Linked DNA regions of Gossypium hirsutum: region 1 is linked to region 2. Evidence: chromatin contacts called from public Hi-C data. All regions are on one chromosome and are shown on one strand. Each heading gives the region's core, a stretch centred on a gene start, on an enhancer-like site or on the middle of the called end of the contact. The rest is flanking DNA. Distances are from core to core; before and after follow the strand shown.

Region 1 (7,616 bases), core at 4,136-6,635, 330 kb after region 2:
GAGAAAGTTGTAAATAAGTATTCATGAGTTGGAAATTATTAAGTGAGAAATTATTTAATTAGTAATTAAATGAAATTAGTAAAGTGAGTATAGTAAGTGATATTAAATCATGATAGAGTAAATGAGCGACAAAAGATGATAAAGTGATATTGAAATGCATTTATAAGGGTGTTATTAAATTGTATAGGACTAAATTGGAATGATTTTAAAGTTAAAGAGTAGTGAAAATTGATGCAAAAAAGGGCTAAATTATAAAAAAAATAGAAGTGTGAAATAGAGACACTTAAATTTAATTATAAGAGACATTAAAATAGTAAATTAATGAATATTGATTTGTAAGAAAATAATGATTAAAATGTAAATAGTGTAAATTTCTTTATAAGCTATTAATTGATAAATGATAGCAATGAAACAACAATATAAATGCCCAAGTAGACAATATATGAGCACGTTGGATATGCAAGTGGTAGTGACACTTTGGTGTATTTGCTTGTTCAATCGAGTCTACTATGGGTTAAATAAAAAAATAATTATTTGAAGAAAAGTAAGAATAATTACCGAATCAAGGAAATTTTGAGGACGAAAATTATTTTAAGGGGAAAAAAATGTAACATCCTCAAAACCCCCTTTGTAATAAATAATATGCGATAAAATTTTAGCGAAAAAAAGTATAAGATCAATGAAAATGAATGTTGCAAAATATCAAAAGAAAGCTAAATCAAGAAGCAAGGCATAATGTATTAAATTAAGGAATAGACTAAATTGTAAATATGTGAAAAGTTTTGTGGCATAAGTATAAATATGGAAAAGTTGAAGTGAAAGACTAATAATGCAAACATCTTAAAGGTAGAAGGATCTATAAATTAAGGAAATAGATTAATAAGGGCCAAATTGAATAAGTGAAAAAAAATAAGGGGCTAAATTGTAATTTTATAAAATTAAGTGATGATTTTAAGGATGAAATTTTAAAAGATCATAAAGGGCAAAATAGTCAATTAGAAAGAAAGAGAACTCTAGAAGGCAATAATAATGTTGGAGAAATTTTGATGATATTTTATAATTATTTAATTAGATAAATATTACTTTATTAATATTTTAATGAGATATTTTACTAATATTTTATTATAAATAGCTAATATAAAAGGAGGAGAAGAGGAAAAGAAAAAGAGAGGATCCTCCCATCTTTCCAACATGAGTGAGGGGAAGAGAAGAAGAAAATTTTGTTGTCTTTATAATTTGGTATTTCCACCAAAAATCCACAATTTTCACCTAGAATTTTAAGGAATTTTGGTAATCACCAAGAGAGAAAAGTGATAAGGAGACTATGAAGAACAAGAAAATCACCTTGGATTCAAGAAAACGGAATTTGGAAGTGGGAGAAAATCAAGTTAAAGTTTGAAATCAATAGGACAATGTAAGAACATCAAGATTTAAATATATTTTTAAGTTTGATATTATTGAAAAAGTATGAAAATGATGTTAAAGTAGAGTTTTCTTATATAAGGTTTTATGTTCTTGATATGTTATCGAAGGGAAATAAGAGGAAGTGATAGGAAATATTATAGATAAATGAAAGGAGGGTGTTATAAACTTGGTTATCAACATTTTGCACTTAAATAGTTTTAGACAGCAGCAGTAATCTGAATTTGAAAATTCACGAAAAATTGTAGAAACTGAATTAAAGGTTAATGAAAGCATGAATTAAATCTTATTGAATCTAGTTTTACATAGAAAAAACAGTGTAAGCAAAAAATTTTCATATTTTGAGATATATGATTTTGTGTGAGACAATGTCAGATTAATTTAGGGTTCTCCTGTTCTGATTTTAAAAAATAATCAAAAGTTGTAAAAAATAATTATGGGTTTAAATTTATATTTTTAAATTATTAATGAGTCTATTTTCAATAGAAACAAATGGAAACATCATCCAAAACCTGTACTAAGAGATAATTAATTTTTAGTAAAGAAAGGTTGAAGTTGTCAAACAACAGAATATGGATAAATTTGAAGATTTTACTGTATTTATAGCCTAAATTATAAATTCTGAAATTTTTATGGTAAAATGATACTTGAGTCTAGTTTCAAAAACATCAAGCAGATCTTAATTTCAAATTTTGTAGCTTAAGATATAAATAATTTAGTGACTATGACTCAAGTGGACAGCTTTGATATAAACACATAAGTAAATAGTGGAATTATAAATAATGTTACATACAAGCATGTTATATACTAAAAGCTAAAGATTTTAATAAATATATACATAAAGGATGTGGAATGGAGAGGAGGAGGAGGAGGAAAAATATATGAATATATATAGTCGATAAATTTAAAATATTTCGAAATAGTTGTAGATGATGAAATGATTAATACATATGAGTATGCTTAAACGAATTAATAAAGCAATAAGTGAATAATTGTTAATTGATGTGAGTTATTTGTTAAAATTTTATGAAGAATTAATTGATTGGCACAATTTAGAAATAAATATGAAATATACTAGGTAAACTAATTTTGTAAGTGCAAGTCATCTAATGGTCTTATTTGTAAAATTTTAATATTTGTGTTAATTTTATAAACTTTTTTATCTTTCATTGAATATTATGTTTTTATAAGGACTGGTGATTAGAAATATATGTAAGTGAATGATATATAAAATGAAGTGGCAGTTATAACATCTGAATACGGTTCAGGTAATGATATAAAATAAATAAACAAAAATAAAACATGGAACTTATAGAAAAATAGCGACGACGTCACGATGACAAGTTCGCCATGTCACGACATGGAAACCCCAACGTTGCGATGACAGTTCAACAATTTTTATGAACTTTACAAATTTAGCATTTGATCAATTGTGGATGTTTTAATGAGCTCATTTAACTCATAATTAGTTTTATCGTAAATTTAATTATTACTAAAATTAGTTAATGATCTATATTGATTAAATAATATGATAAATTGATTTGAAATTTTCAGTAATTGCTTCGGCAACGAATGTGACATCTTGATGCCTTGACTCGGCGGTTGGGTCGGGTATGGGGTTGTTACATATTTTGATAAAATTAACTTTATTTTATGCTTTTGAACATTATTTTATAAAATTCTAATGTTTTATAAATATTTTTAAAAATTAAAAATTTAAATAAAATCATCAGTAGCTCTTATATAGTAATTTTTAAAAAAATTAAATTACATAATATGTTAAAAATATTTTTGTTATTTTAAATATTTTTATATTGTAATAAATTAAATTAATTTTAAATTAAAAAATTAAGTTGGAATCGGATAATTGTGAATTCGTTACTTATATATGTCAAACGAGTAAATTATACCTAAGGTCACTAAATTGTAAGTTTTCATTTTTGGTCACTTAACTTAAAAAGTTACAAAATGATCATTGAACTATTTAATAATTTTCATTTAAGTTATTGAACTATTCTAAAATTTTTATTTAAGTCACTGAATTATTAAAAAGTTTTTATTTAAGTCGCTAGGATGTTAAGTTTCTTTAAGAAGTCTGGCAAACACTAAGCCACAATTCTACAATCGGTACGATGGATTAGTACCCATCAATGAGCAGAAGAATATACTTTAGATCAAAGTCGATCTAACAATTAATGTCGAAAATGAAAGAAGAAAACAAATTAGATTTTGGTTCACAGATTGGTGACGTTTAAAGCTATTTCATAAAAAAAAAAGAAACAAAATTGTATAAGAGAAGAGGAATGAGAGTTTTAGTTAGTGTAGGCGATGCGAACAAAGAAGGCGATATAATAACGATTTTAACAGCCTTACGACTTAAATGAAAATTTTCAAATAGTTTAGTGATCATTTTGTAAATTTTTAAAATCAAATAATTAAAATATAAACTTACTAATAATTTAGTGACATTGTGTGTAATTTACCTATTTCGAATTTAAGTAATTTATTATTATTTATTTATTTTTGAGCCCTACTTCCAAGTAGGGGTGAGCAAAATCCGATTCGATTCGAAAAATTCGATAAAATTTTTAAATTTTGAATTAAATAGCTCGATTTATTTAAGTTAATCAAGTTATTTGGATTAACTCGAATAAAAAATTAAGTTTTTCCATTTTAAGTCGAATATGAATTACACAATTCGAGTTATCAAAAAATCCGAATAAGAAAAGACAAAACTACGCTATTTTTATAAATATTTACCTTTTATAAAGTTAAAAATCAAAACCATTAAGTTAAAAGGTAAAACTACATTGTTTTGATAAATGTTTACTCGTTAAGTTAAAAGGCATAACTATTATATTATTTATGTAGTTAATTACTAGTTAAATAATCGGTTAATATAAACGCAACATTGAGTATAAATAATAGGATTCGTTAACTCGACTTGAAATTTTTTGACTTGATTTGATCCAGTTCAAAAAAATTTAAATTGAATTCAGTTGCTAAAATAAGATTCGTCAACTCAACTAACTCAAAATTTTTTTTAACTCGACTCGATTCAATTCAATTCAACTCAATCGAATACACAACTCTACTTCCAAATTCATGAGAGCTTGCTCATATTTTCAACACTGGGCCCACTGAATTAGTGGATAGGATTTAGCCACCGTCCAAATCCCCCTCGAGTGATTTAATATCGTCCGGCTCCATAACATGTGATGTGATGCACCAACAATATCGTACGAAATATCAAATTTCCATTTTGATTTTTCATTTTTCATTTTTTAAAAATAAATAAAAAATCTTATATACAAAACTCTAAATTTAGCACATTGTTTTCTTTTTTACCCTCAAGTTTTAGTGGTATTGGGCAAAATCCGTTTTCTACTTTGGATTTGGTTGTTCTTCCCCTCAAGAATCTCAGCCAATTCTTCGTCGTTTTCAAATTTTATTTTTATAAATTAAACTCGATGAAATGACTGGAAAATAGAAGTGTCAATGAATCAATCCGCCACATATCACCATAAACTATCATCCTCATACATGACAATAATGATGATGATAAAAGATGATGGCATGGCACATCAAATCCGCATACCCATGCATCATCCATCATTCAAATCATATCATGGCCGCCTCGTTAAATAAATAGATATACTATCAACTGTGAAGAAGCGGGAAAGACTCAACTACCAATGCCGTTTTAATAATATTAATAACGCGAAACACGAGAAATAAAACCGTCGGTGTCGGTGTGTACTAATAACAGCCGCCATCGCCGCCGCACACAACATCACCGTGTTTTCTGTGTAAGAACCCGCAACAGAACCAAACAACTTTCATGACTTAAAACTAAATTACTTTGGGCGGTGAAATTTAAGAAAGCCGTGAACGCCTTGGCTGCCGACAGATTCGTTCAGATAGAGGGTCGTGAGGTCGACGCGTGGCCATAGACAAGGGTGAGACTGGACCATAAAGAAAATGGGGACCATGGTGGGAGTCTGAAATGACGGCCAATAGTAATTATAGTGATGAATGAAGCTTAGCTTATCTGACTTAGTGCAGACTTTGGGGATTATGTAAAATTATAAGACAAAAGAGAGTAAAAATGTTAAATTCTAACACCAGTACTTTTTATAAATTTAGAATTTAATTATTATATTTTTATTTTTAGTAATTTAATTTTTTTATCTTTTAAATTTTAAATTTTAAGTCAAATTATTAATATTATTAAATTTTTAATGTTAAAATTTATTGATATGATATTTTAGAATAAAAGAAAGATTCACTTTGTAGTCATGTAACTAAAAAAATATTTTAAGAAACTTGAATTTTATAAAATAATTTTAATAATGTTAACAATTAAATCTAAAATTTAAAAATTAAAAGTAGAAGAGTAATGTGTTATTTGATAAATTGAAAAATTAAATATTGAAACTAAGTTTTAAAATCTATTTGATATGTTAGTTGAAACTATAAATATGAGATGTGAGTAGATTGTTTTGATAAATAATAATTTTAAAAATTTTAAAGGTAAAATGTTTAAAGGAATAATCTACTTATTAATTTCAACCTTTTTTCATTAAAAAATTCTTATCATTTTTTTTAATTTTTGTTATCAAACATGCTAACCGAAATAAATTACTGAAAATATTATTTTTTAATTAATTTAATTTTATTAATGGATTATCAATCAAGGCCTAAATTCTTAGAAATAAAAATATAATAATTAAATTTTAAATTTACAAAAGGACATATTGCATATTTTAATCAAATTAAAAATGAAGAGTATGTACAGGTTAAATTCTTTTGATCAGTCCCTATAACTTTTTAATTGGTCAATTTTAGTTCTAACTCAAACAATATCAGTTAAATCCGTTTGGTTAAATTCAATTAATAATCTTGTACTATATATACAGTTGTAAATTTAGTCTATATTCTCCGACTAGATCATTCTCAGTCCTTGTACTTTTCAGATTTCAAAATTTTAATTTGAATATAAATTAAAGTTGTTAATCCAATATATGAAAATAACAAGTCAACATAACATTACAAATATGATAATCTATTTGTCGAATTCTATTATAAAAGTAGTATAACTTAACGACTTTAACAATTATAGTGTGGTGAGAAGTAAACTTTTTAAATTTGAAAAGTACAAAGACAAAAAATATCAAATTAAAGTAAATGGATTAAATCTACAATTTTTACAAAATATAAGGACTGATAGCAAAATTTAACCCTATATATAACTACCACAAACTTTGCGTGTTGGAAAACACCAATCCCATTAAGGCTTATTTAGCAATGCTTAAAAAAATTGAAAAACACTTTTGAAAAAATAAATTGTGCTTAAGAAAAACAACTTTTAGGTTAAATGAGTGAATTTTAAAAAACAGTTTCACTCAAAAGTATTTTTCCTTAGAAGCTATTTTTTTTAACTTTTTTTTTGTGTCAAAAGCACTTCGGGAAGTATTATTACTTTTTCATCACTCCATTTTTTTCTCTCAAAAACACATGGTACTTCCATTTTCTTTTTCCGTTTCTTTTTCAAATCATTAATTTAAAATAAAAAATCATCTCTTAAAACAATACAAATGTGTTAATATTCAATTACAAATATTTATTGGTTATATTTAATATTTAAAATATAATTTATATATTGAAATTAAAAATTTTAAATAATTAATATTAATTGCTTAAAAAAATTTAAAATTTATCTTTCATATATTAATATATTAATAACAAATTATAATAAATTATTTTTTATATTCTTACTAAAATATCATAATACTAATCTTAACATTATTTAAATGTTTATTTGTTACTTTATAACACTATGTCTAAAATAAAAATATTATTTCTTAAAATCACTTTTTGACAGTAATAATAAACATATAAATCTTAAACTAAACTTTTCAAAGTGTTTTTTAAAAGCACTTTTTTAAAATCACTTCTCAAAAGCAACGTTAAACAGGTCCTAAATAGTTTATAAAATATTATATTTTTAAACATTGTTTAAAAAAAAACATCATTTTTTCTTTTTAATTATTTAAAAGATATGATAGCTTTTCTCTATCTAAAAAGTGATGTCACCATGTTAGATGGTAGGTTTATTATGTATTAGTTGTCTCATTTTAAATTTTGAAAATATATAATGACTTATTTGATCTTTCAATTTTATAAAAAAAAAT
Region 2 (6,707 bases), core at 2,814-5,313:
TTGAGTTGATATAAAGAAACACTTTGAAGTCTTTCAACAACTTTGATTTTACCAATTTCTTAAAGAGGTTGATGGTGAGTTTTGTTAGAAGAAGTTTTTTTGCTTCCATTTAGATTTTTTTCTTCTATTTAAATTTTCAATTTGAGTCATCATAAAAGCGATTTGATCATTCATTCCCTTTTATGCTTGTAGTGCCAAAGATGCCACCTGTTCTTCCAAGATTGTAGTGCCAATTATCACTCTAAAATTTAGATTTGAGGGAGTTGTTGGAAAAGAGTTGTCATTTAGTTGACTATCTTTCACCTTGAATGATAATTAGTGAGCTACACTTGATCCATGTGGAGAAACTTCTTTTAAATACTTAGTTGGTGAAAAAACACCATGAAATGGATTGTCACTGAGTATTGAAAAAGTTTGACTGAGTAACTTTAAAATAGCTTTTGTCTTTTGATAGATGCCATAGGGATGAGTTGGGACAATGGTGCTTAACAATAAAGTTGAACAAGTTGTAGAATTAGGTTGAGTAGGGTTGAAAGTTTATTTGCAGATGATGATGAAGATGACCTTCTTGGAGGCCATTGCAACGTTAAACTTTAACTTTTTGAGAGAAAAGATGAAAGGCAATAATGGACGAGGTGTGCTAGAAATTGTATGCACAAATTTTGAGTCATATATTGACTTGAAAATTTAGAGTCAAATTTTATTTAACACTTCAAAAAGAAGTTACAATCTTTGGATTTCTTATTATAAAGAAAACTTTTTTGATTATTTTCTTTTGATGAAGCTTTGATCTAAGGGTCGTCAAACTTAATCTTGAATAAATGATGTCTGCTTTAAGGGTCATTGAGACTTGATCATGAAAATGAGTTTAAATCATCTTTCTTCGGTTGAAGTTGAACTGGGTTGAAAGGTTGTTTTCTTCAAAACAGGTATGGAGTTTGTCAAAATTTCTTCAAGTTTTTTAGTTTCTTCATAGATTTCTATATAGATTTTTTTGACTCCTTGAACTTGTGAGTGTGTAGAATGACTTGAAGGTGACCCCTTTTATAGTGTTAGTCACTTGAATAAAAGAGAATTTTTTTTTTTATAAAATTTGACTTCTTTACTTAAGTATTCTATAAGAATTAAACTCTTTTATTTATTATTTATCTCATATTAATATAAATATAAAATAAAATAATCCTTAAAGAATATGATTTCTTTGTAAAAAGGTTCTAAAAAGATTTAATTCCTTTATTTTTCTCTTTATTAATTAAAGTTAGAGATAAACAATAATGTGAAATGATGAATTCCAATTGGTCAAATATTCCCCTCTACAATATAAATACAAAAAAAAAGCCAAAATTAAAAAAAGTAATATATTTAGAAAAATATATTTTTTAAAATAAAAAAAAATAAATATTTTCAGAAACGTTAAAATATATACTTTTCTTTCTTAAAAATATATAAAATACAAAAAAATAAATATCCAAAAATAGGAAAAAATATCATTTTAAAAAAAATCAGAAAATTTTAGAAATTTTAAAAATATACTTTCCTTTTTTAAATATATATACTTTCCTCTTCTTCTTCCTTTTTTTTAAATATATATAAGGTTAGTATTTAATACAATTATAATATACTTTTTTTTTGTATTCCACAATCAATTTTAGAAAATTGTCATTTGTCACTTTTTTTTAAATATTTTTTAATATTTTATTATACTCCTATAAGATACTTGTCGACCCTTAACTCTGTTTATAGAGTTTAAAAGCTCCACTGAGGTGTACAAAATATTATTCCAAGTATAGTACAACAAGAGCATAAGTTCAAAAGAAATAGCAAAAAATTTAGAAAATCTCAAAAAAATTTAAAAATAAAAAAATAAAAACAATATCCAAAAATAAAAAATATACTTTTCATTTTTTAAATATATAAAATATAAAAAGAACAAAAAATTGGGGAAAAAAGTAGGAAAATATAAGTATATGTACAGTTTATATATTTTGTATATTTGAGTAAAAAATGTTCGTTGCATGACTATTTTTCTGATTTTCTTTTCTTTTTTGCGATTTTTTCCTTTTTTTTTTATTTTTGTTCCTAAAAATGCAAAATATTAAAAAAAATTGAAAGACATTCAAAATTATTAAAAAGTACTATAGATATTTATAAACCTATATTCCTTTTTGTTTTTTTTCTATTTTTTTCTAAATTCTTCTCTTTTTTGAATATTCATTTTTAAAATATTTTACCTATTTTCTAAGAAAAATTATATATTTTCATTTTAGGATTATTTTTATAATTTTACATTTTTTCTATATTTTTAATTTATTTAAAGAAAATAAAGATTGTTCGACGTGGGTTTGCAGGGAAGACACCCCTTCAGCTTTTTCTTAACGTTGTTAATGGTTAGGGAAACCTAATACTAAATTGGAAACTTTAGGTATCAAAATACAAACAAAACTTTAGGTACTAAAGTGATAATTAAGAGCAACTTTTAAAGGTAAATAATGTAATAACATTTTTTATTAATTCTAAAATATATTTATAATTTTAAAAGGTTATCTATATCTTGGTACAAATATATTTTTTACAAATCTAATGATATTTATATCGTATATTTTTATATTCTAGAAAATTATTTTATAATTTTAATATTATTATTCCTTTTATAATTATTTTTTAAGTCATGAAATTTAAATAATTTAATCTTTTGTAAAATTATTTACCAAAAAAAAAACCTCACGAAATCTAGGATTTTGAAATATTACATTTTAAAAGATTAGCAGTTTGAAAAAAAAAAAACAAAGAAGTCTTAAATTTCTCATCGAAATACACACGGAAAGAATATAAGTTAAATATGTTACCTTATAAAATATATTTATAAAAAATATAAAAATAAAATTTATTGATTCTTTTACCAGTTCATTATATCTCTACTCTTTTTCACGTCAATCCTTAAAAAATCATAAATTTGAATTACATAAGTACCAATCAGTGCTAAATTAAAATTTCATACCAAGGAAAATGAAATATTGAAATGGAAGTGAGATTTTGAAGCAGTAGAACAACATGATGGTTTTAAATAGGGGTGAATGCTAGGATAAAATTGAGTAAAAAAATATTGAGTTAATTGAGTTGATGAGTCTTACTTTATTATTTTAATTCTATTTGATTTTTTTTAAATCAAATAAGGTGATAGAGTTAAATTAAAAAAATTAAATATGTTAAATTAAAATCTTGTCACCGTATAATTAATTCTATTTTAGAGTATATATATATATTTGAAACTATATATATTTAAAAACTCTTTCAATTTCAAAGTAAAATAAAAAAAAGATATTTTAGTATGATCAACTTAAATAGTTAATTTACTTATTTAAGTTTTCAAAATTATTATTTTATAATTTTTTAAAACTATTTTATATATTCTTTAGAATTTTTGTATTTTTATAAAAAATTTAAAAATATAAATTTTAAGATTTTTATAAAAATTTAAATATTTAAAAATTATTTGAATTTTTTATTGAAAAAAAACCAATTAGCTCATTCTTAAAATTGAGCAAAGACTAAAGGGATATATACATTAATTTATTATTTGAGTTATTTAAATTATAAAATTCAATTTAACTAGAACTTAAAACTTAATTTATTTATTCAAATTATCTCAAACTGTCGAATAATTCTACTCAATTAACTTAAAATTTTAAAAAAAAATTCCTATTTTTTCCGTTAGAATGAAATGAGGCTCAACCATAATTTTAAATTAATTTCAAAGGTGTGGGGCCTAACGTTTCCGCTCAACAGCCGGCAGCAGAAAATTGGTGGGTGTGTTGTGGAGCGTGAAATCTTAGGAAATTTTTGTGGGCAGCCGCCCGGGCTGTCCCCCACACCACCCTATTTTTTAATTATATAAACATTTGTCCTATAATCTACGAATTTTCTAGAAAACACAACTCATTAAGAAACTAAACCCTTTTTTTATTCTATACGGTTGTTGTAATAAGATTTACCTTCTCAATTTCTATGACCACTTCTTTAGTTGTTATTCCACTTTATTATTTCATACACTCTCTTAACCAACAAATCAACAAATAATTATTAAATTATTACTACTGCTTCTTGATCACAAATTCAAACAATTCCATGTTAAAAAGCGGGTAAATGAGCGTGAGATTGACGAGAAGTTGAAAGAGAGTGAGGGTGGGAGCTGTCGGGTGAAAATGATACTAGACGTCAGAAGCTAATCATGTGGGCAGCAGGCGTTAGACTGAGGAGGCTTTATTGTTTTTGTTTCTACGACTGCTAAGTGGCAATCAACACGCGTAAGGAACAAATGAAACGTGCCCACTTGTAATTGGATTGCTGAGGAACACCTGTTGGTCCAAGCGAGCGCTTCAAAAGGAGCTGGGTCGGGGCTTAACAAATAAAATAAAGGGCTAGCCACTAGCCAGCGCCCCCCACTCCTTATTTATCGTATCAACCCATAAAATAACCAAATGTCACGCGGCGAGTTAGCAGAATATGCCGACAACTTTTTGGAACTCCCTCTTCTCACTTCACATCCCTACCCCACGCGACTTGTTCCCATTTCCACCACTTTGTGTGAAAGGACGCGATGGAAGAGAGTGTGAGATGGAGACCCATACTACCGCACGCAATCAACAGTATCATAACATCCGTTAGATAATAGTATAATAATAGCCATGATGATATAAATAAGATAACCCACGTGTCACGTTATTTACAAAACTGCCACCAGGCAGCCGCCCTCTCAGTCAAATCCCTCCTTGACTGTACCCTTCATTAGACTCTGCTTCAATTCCTCGCCGATTCCTCTCCTCCCCTTCTATAAAATCCTCCTCGCTTCGCCCTCCTCCATTCTATCTCAACCCCACACATAAATACCCTTTTACCAAAGGAGAACATTAAAACATAGCCCAACTCTTCGTTTTCTTCAAGCGGAAAACAGAAAACTGAGGCTTTCCCTTCTCAAATGGCACCGAGGGAGAAAACGGCGGCCGTCAAGGGTACTGGGAATAATAACGAGGTTCATTTCAGAGGAGTAAGGAAGCGTCCATGGGGGCGTTACGCTGCTGAGATCAGAGATCCAGGGAAGAAGAGCCGTGTTTGGCTAGGAACCTTTGATACGGCCGAGGAAGCAGCCAGAGCCTACGACGCCGCCGCTAGGGAATTTCGCGGCGCCAAGGCCAAGACTAATTTTCCGGTCCCTTGTGAGAATCTCAGCAAAGGTAATAACTGTAAAAGTAATGGTAACAACAACCACCATAGCCCTAGCCAGAGTAGCACCGTGGAATCCTCGAGCCGTGAGCCGGCGCTCATGGTAGACTCTTCGCCTTTAGATCTCAACCTCGTACAAGGTGAGGCGGTTACTGGTTACGTGCCTACGGCTGTTAGATTTCCTTTCCAGCAAGCTTCACCGGTGCCATATATTGCGGGCCGCAAAGTTTTCTACTTTGAACCGTTCGTTCGGCCTGGTGCAGTGAAAGGACACCCATTTCAACGGTTTGGATTCGATCATCATGATCTTCATGCGACGTTTAATGGTGTACAAAGCGACTCTGACTCATCATCCGTCGTTGATTTGAACCACCACGAGGTCAAGTCGCGCCCGCTTCTCAATATCGATCTCAACCAACCTGCCGTGCCGGAAATTGCCTGATTTATTTTTTAATATTCGCAGATCGTCAAAGCGGAAAGGCAAAAAAGAAAAACGAGTTTTTTAAAATTTCGTTGTTTAAACATAACTTTCTTAGCAGTCCCGAGGAAATATCGAAGGTAGATTTTAGAGAAAATGAGACCCCAAAAAAAAAAAAAGAGATAAATTTACGGCAACAGCTGTGATATTTTGATGTGATCTATCGTGGCAATCGAATGGCCCAGATTATGTGTATAGTTAGCTCAAGAACTCCTTTTTTGCAGCAGATAAACATCAGTTTTGTCTGTTGTTTTAATAACTAATTACTGTAATTTTTCCCCCTATGAATTAAGCACAACAAGTTTCCTTAATCCCGCTAGTTGTTTCCTCTTTTTTTGATTTACGTATATTTATGGGTTTGATAGTAATTATTTCTGCCGGAATCTGAAAACTAATTCCGGCAATTTCTTGATCTATGATGGATAACTTTACGTGTTTTGCTGATCTATTTTTAATTAGTGTTATGAGCGCATTACTTTTTGTTTTGTTCTGTTGGTTGCTGAATTGATATATTATCAAACTTCCTTAATTTGTACTAATTTGAAAAATTACTTATGATTCAAGTTTTGGGAAATGGGTGCTGGTAATTGCATTTTTAGAACCATTTGAAATGCATAGATGAACCAATTTTTTCCCAACACCAGATTTGTCAAAATATCCAAAACCATGGGCAAATAAATAGTAATTACAGTTTTGGTATTATTTTTTCTTCATGCCATTGGTTAAGGATGGAAATAATAAAAAAGATTCGCTATAATTCCTTTCTGAGATTTTCCGTTTAGCAATCAGGATGGGAGCACAGGTGGCTAGGTTTGGAAGAGGGTTGGGATTGTGGGACCCAAGAGTACATTGTTTTAGAGGGAAGAAAAAAACAAGTGGGCGCGTGAGGTGATATGAAAAATAAAAGAGCGGGTTTTTAGATAGGAGACCGAAAGGTAGAATTCCCCATGTTGACTGGAGGGGTATTTATCGAGATTCGTGTCGGAACTGCACGTGCTATATGACCGTC

The links. Hi-C and Micro-C count contacts between places; a contact is called where the count stands out from the background.
Region 1: a Hi-C map of leaf shows a contact between it and region 2, with 4 times the contacts expected there. The contact joins the enhancer-like site here to the promoter of LOC107961750 in region 2. A contact is called at or near these places in 6 of 34 Hi-C or Micro-C datasets (callus, hypocotyl and leaf).

The regions. Positions count from the first base shown.
Region 1 is chrA06:84,802,401-84,810,016 of Gossypium_hirsutum_v2.1, forward strand. No RefSeq gene overlaps it. Among protein-coding and RNA genes, the nearest start is that of LOC121231084, 110 kb to the left of the region's middle. Within about 2 kb of position 5,386, at least 9 of the 9 cell types and tissues checked have an H3K27ac peak or open chromatin away from gene starts, as enhancers often do. A contact at or near this core is called in hypocotyl and leaf, where this site is marked.
Region 2 is chrA06:84,476,411-84,483,117 of Gossypium_hirsutum_v2.1, forward strand. LOC107961750 (ethylene-responsive transcription factor 4) reads left to right here and starts at 4,064. Exons shown (of 1, transcript XM_016897850.2): 1 at 4,064-6,009. The coding sequence starts at 4,976. The coding sequence ends at 5,662.